Regions from separate parts of the Anas platyrhynchos genome. Here region 1 is linked to region 2. The links are chromatin contacts, called in public Hi-C maps. All regions are on one chromosome and are shown on one strand. The core of a region is the stretch at or near the end of the contact, and the rest is flanking DNA. Distances in the headings are between cores, read along the strand shown.

Evidence for each region. Hi-C and Micro-C count contacts between places; a contact is called where the count stands out from the background.
Region 1: a Hi-C map of liver shows a contact between it and region 2, with 2.2 times the contacts expected there. The contact joins two enhancer-like sites. A contact is called at or near these places in 2 of 8 Hi-C or Micro-C datasets (liver and skeletal muscle).

What each region holds. Positions count from the first base shown.
Region 1 is chr1:176,851,824-176,854,523 of IASCAAS_PekinDuck_T2T, forward strand. It overlaps LOC119715568 (a long non-coding RNA gene), which reads left to right. Exons shown (of 3, transcript XR_011806413.1): 3 at 1-2,700. Among named protein-coding and RNA genes, the nearest start is that of TSC22D1, 81 kb to the right of the region's middle. Within about 2 kb of position 1,443, at least 1 of the 8 cell types and tissues checked has an H3K27ac peak or open chromatin away from gene starts, as enhancers often do.
Region 2 is chr1:176,742,422-176,745,121 of IASCAAS_PekinDuck_T2T, forward strand. No RefSeq gene overlaps it. Among named protein-coding and RNA genes, the nearest start is that of CCDC122, 110 kb to the left of the region's middle. Within about 2 kb of position 1,275, at least 2 of the 8 cell types and tissues checked have an H3K27ac peak or open chromatin away from gene starts, as enhancers often do.

The DNA.
Region 1 (2,700 bases), core at 193-2,692, 110 kb after region 2:
ATTCACCACCGTTCCTAACTGGATTTGAAGCCTATGGAGATGGGGAGAAGGGCTAGTGGACGTTTTCCTACACCACCTATCAGTATCTACATTTCTCTCCTCATCTCAGCACTTTTGTATTGCCCTGATCCCTGTTTCTTTTTTCTCCCAGGCAAGTGTTCAACCTCCTTCCCCGCCGACCAAAGAAATACCAAAGCAAGCCACCCCCCGGGGCAGCAAAGCCTGCAGCGAGCTGCGAGCCACGCGCGTTCCCGCTGCCCACCTCTGCTTTTCGCTTCTCTTCTGGTTCGAGGTTTTTGTCAGCAGCACCTTTTCTAAAAAGGAGCCCACACAAACCTCCCTCCTGACTGCTTTCACTTGCGAGCCTTAGAAACAGCCCTTAGAAACACTCTGAAGGAGGCCATGAAAGCTCTCCTCAGCCTCTTTTAGGGCCTTTGTCAACAAGGCCGTGACGTGGGCCTGGGGACCGGCCTGACACAGCTCGGGGGACACATTTATCTCCAGGGCACGACTCCAAACAGCCCCCTGTGAGACACAGGAGCTTGCTGCAAGCCTCTGTAGGCCACCACCATGAGGTCAGTGCCCCAGGAGCAGGGACAAGGCCACGGATGAGGAGGACAAGGGGACAAGGCCATGGACGAGGCAGGGAGCAGAGCCCCCGCAGGCTGTGGCCAGTTTCATGGAGCTCACTCACGAGTTTAAGCTCATATCTAATTGAATTGCAGATGGCTTTTCTGATGGCTATCTGGGAGCAAAGCTTTGATTAAAGCGGCAGCGGAGAGGCAGAACAGGCTTGTTGTTCCCAGTAATAAAACTGATGGAAGGAGGAACGACCACTTACTGCAGGCTCCACGGGGAGCATAAAGCAGGCAGATACTTTAAACACGATTTTATTTTTATTATGACTTTTTTTTTTTTCTTTTGATTTTTGAGATTTGACAGCTCAGCACAAACCCCCAGCTTCCAGCTCCTAGAGATACAGAACACACGGAGGGCTGGAAAGCAGCTGACCGTCACCGAAAGGCTCCACAAACAAACTCACCCCCGTCCCTTCCCATACTCCTTGATGAACAACAGATCCGCTTTCTGTTCCGAAGGCCAGATACGTTTGTTGCTCTTTATTTTGTTTTTAGAGGCTGGCAATTTCTCTGCTCCATCCTTTTGTCGCTTCCAAGAATCAGGTGGCTTGGCCCTGAGGTCGCACACGCTAGATCTCAGCCTCTTGAGATCTTCTGGTGCCTTCAGAGCTCCGAAGAGGGAGAAGTTCAGAAGAGCTCCCAGCCCACCCAAACTAGAAAACTAAACTGAAGCGTTATGGGTTGTTGTTTTTTTTCCCCCCTCATGACGACTTGAACCACATCCAATGCACATTACCACATACACATCGCTGAAAAACCACCCCCACCCAACGCAGCTGAAGAATCAAAGCTGAACTTCGAGCTGACCTAAAAACCTGGCTCAGCTCAGGAACACGGTGTCAGAGGACTGCACTCCCCTTCCACAGCTGGCTGTGCACAAACCGAAGCCACATTAGGTCCTGGGGGCCTCTCGGCCGCGTCCTGCTTCAACTTTCTCTTGCCTCTTGGCCTTGCACAACTCTCCCGGGGGCACCTCGATGAACAACAACAACAACAACCTGGGGCTGAGTTTCAAGGAAAGTCCTTGGAGGTTTGCTGGTTTTCCCTTTTGAACTGTTGCCCTTTTCCGATGTATTTACAATGTAAGGAAGTCAGTTTATTCACGGGTTGGCTTTTAACTTCATTGTTGAGCTTGGCCTTGCTCCTGTTGGAAATTGGACCCTGATTCAGGAGGGCAGCTGCCAGTGTCTGCTGGAAACTCCTTGCCACGGGATTTTCAAACATGTTGCTTGTTGGCCCAGCTCAGCACAAAGTAAATGCAGGAGGAAGAGCCCTGCTTACTCATCGCAGGAAAAGAGGCAAGCGTTTCGCAGAGTAGCCTCAAACACACATCGCCAACTCCTGAGCTTGTTCCAGGCTTCCCAGGAGCTCCCTCCAGCAGCCAGCCAGGGCTCAGTTTCGCACATCTGAAGTTACACTGTCCAGCGGGGACAGAGTTGGGCCAACTGCCAGCCCCCAGCCTCGGCCTTGCGATTTGTTTCAGGTCCACCCCAGCAGAAACCTCTCCAGAAAGTTAAAACGCGTCATCCCAAAGAGAAAAGCAAGAAATATTTCAACATCTCAGATGCCAACTGCTACTACTCACGAGGCTCCGTTAAGCCAAGCGAGCTCGAGTACTGCTATTCTACCCCACAAAGAATAAAGATATATATATATTTTGTCTTAAACTCAATATACGCACCGTGGAGCTACAGAATTCAAGGGTGGCGATTCCCAAACAGCCTCGCTGGGCTCCTTCTCCAGCTGAAAGAGGAGAAGCCGCCTTCCAGGCACTGATTTATTCCATAAGGATTGGGGAGAGGCATCTCTGAGACCCCGCACTTACTGCGCTGATGCTGGGAGGTGTCGTCTGGATGCTCTTGGGATGGTTTTCAGACACATAATGGAAGCCTATTTCTCTTCCCCAGCTATTTACAAAGCCCTCATTTTGGACAACCTGCACTTGCCTTAGAATTATTTGCCAATCTCTTTTTTTTTTTTTTTTTTAAAGCAATTAGGGAAAAATAGCAAGTTGTGCTCGGCGATAATTCGCTTACCTCAGTTCATCATGTTGCTGTTAAAA
Region 2 (2,700 bases), core at 25-2,524:
CCAAGGTATGAAGTTAGTTTTTCGGTGAAGACACAGAAATCAGTGTTCATTTCTTTATTCTTGTTTTGGCAAGTGATGTTACCCTTTGCTCAGATCCCCTACTACCTGTCTTCACTGGCAGCATAACAAGTTGGGAGCTGGCTCCCTGCTTGCTGAGAAACACGTTCCTCTTTTGAGCTTAAGCATTGCAATCACTGAGGCATCTAAGTCAGGCAGTTCTCGTAGATGGCTTGGAAAAAAGTGGTCAATGTTTTTATGCTTCATTTCAGTAGACATAACAATGCTTTCTTCTCCTTTATCTTTCCTGCCTTTATTAGGTTGTACTTTCTGCAGAGAATCTGTTTACTACTCAGTGTTATCTTAATATAATAAATAAATATATGGTGGTACAGTATTATGGGATATATATGATACCATAAAGATAGATAGATAGTTACATACATACACAGTGTGAAGGATAGTAGGCAAAATACAGGTTCTTATTTTTGCTTGAATTATTCCTGTTAGAGGTACCCTGATGACTTCTAACCTTTTGTTAAATTAAATTACTAAAGCAGTCTCCTGAATGTGTAGCCTTCACAAAACAACGATCATGAAACAGATGAGAAGCTTGGGGACTTTCCATTCTTCCTGTAAACAATATCTGCATGGGTTGTTACAACATCATCCATTAATGCTGGTTCACGTGGAAAGGGGTGGGATGAAATTGCATGTTGCTGAAAATCCAAACAAAACGAAGTCTTCTTTTATGATCTTCTAAAAGGATGCATCTTCACGCCCTTTAAGTGTCAAAGTTTTCAGATAAAAAAGGCTTGGCAAATTGGTAAATAGGGTAATTTTCTCTAAACACATGCTATAAAAACCTGACAGATTTTTTCCAAGCTTAGGAAAAAGAGTGAAACCAGAATGGTTATTTCACATAGAAAGTAAATCCCTTACTAGTCAATCTTTCTGATGGGAAAGGAAATTATTATATAGACCTGGCCGGGCACCATCACATATTCCGTCAGAAATACTTCTGTGGGCAGAGACCCACAAACCTACAGTATGAAGGGATAGATCAAGAGACCACCGTGTCCGCTGGAGGGATTACAGTACAGTACTTTACAGCAATACATCGCTTTGCCAGCCCGTCTAAAGTTACAGCATTTCCGTAATCCACGTAATACGCTGAAGAGTTATTAAGTTTGAGTAAACCAAACACCAGTGGGTGTGACAGCCATGTGGCAAGTGCTTGACTCAGACGTCTACCACAGAGCTTGAATTTCTCATATATTTTTGTACTCCTCAGTGAGGACAACAAGCAAGGCTGGAACTTATTGGTCAAGGGCTCAGTGGGCTGTGTCGGGATGACTAAACACTTGTCCTGGCTGTGGCACCAATCCTTGACTAATCTCTCCGTGCCTGAGGTTTCAGCCTTTCCGATTGCTTTGTTCTCGGGCACCATTCCCAGCAGGAGAAGAGAAATGTTGTCTGTGGAATAATTCCCCCAAGTGAACAAAGACTTAGCTAAATGTGTTGTGACACGGGAATAGAAACACAAGGGGAAAAAGTAGGAGGTTGTTTAAATTTGCTACAAACAACAATAGCCTGTGTATGCTGACAAGACGTAGCACAGTTTCTGACATAATGGATCAGTTGTGTCCTCTCGTTCTGCCGATCCAGGTCAGTGAGTCTTGCAGCATAAGGTGCCCCACAGGTTTAGCTGTTTTCAGGAGCTAGATCTTAGTTGTGATACTGGAAATGCTCAGGTGACTTTGCTGTTATGCAGAGTGATATGAACAATGAACTTTGTGAAGAAGCCCAGAGATAATGGGGAGTGACTGAAGCTTAGCACGAATCCACTCTTGGGTGTCATGCTGTTTATAGACTGTGTCCATTCAAGCAAGGCAAAGCCTCTCCTTCTGGGGAATCTGTCATTCTTTAATGGTGTTATTTGGCTTTAATAATTAACCCCACTTATTGATATAGCTGTTTTGATTTATTTACTTTAAGAACTGGGGATTTTTCAGACTCTTCTTAGAATAACAGCTCTCTGCTCAGTACAGCGTATGGTAATTTGCAGTTCCCAGATAAATGGGCTCTGAGCTTTGACTCACCTACCAGGGACTCTTTGCCATACAAATAACAGCAGAATATGTGAGGTGTTTGTAGGCTCACCAGTTCCTATTTTATAGTATGAAGGTTTGTTGACTGATACTTCCAGAACTGTGGCAGTAGTGAAAAATGCATAAACATGACTCTTGTTTTCTTGTGTTTGTAGGTGATGTGTTCAATAAAGTATGAGCCAAATTAAGCTGTTACAGTGCACAAGCTGAGTGCCCTAAAGGTAGCTAAACCTCACTCCATTTCAGACCAAAATATAAAATTTTAAGCCAAAGAAATCTTTCAAAAAATAAATGGCTTAACAAAAACTGTGATCACTTTCTATAAATATTTTTGGTCTGTGTATTCAGATCATCACAGCTATACTAACTCTACTAATAAACTTTATTTTGCATTATTAACTCTGGTGCCAATTTAAATCTTGAACTGGGAAGCAGATCCTGGAGTGAGTTGATTGTTAGCTAACATAGTGAAAGTCTCATAATGAACTAAAGCCTATCAGTAACAGCAGTTACTGATTTAGCTGTATGATTAACTGCAACTGTTAGGAACTACCTTTCAATGAGTAACTAAAAAGATTTCAGCCTTATCTGT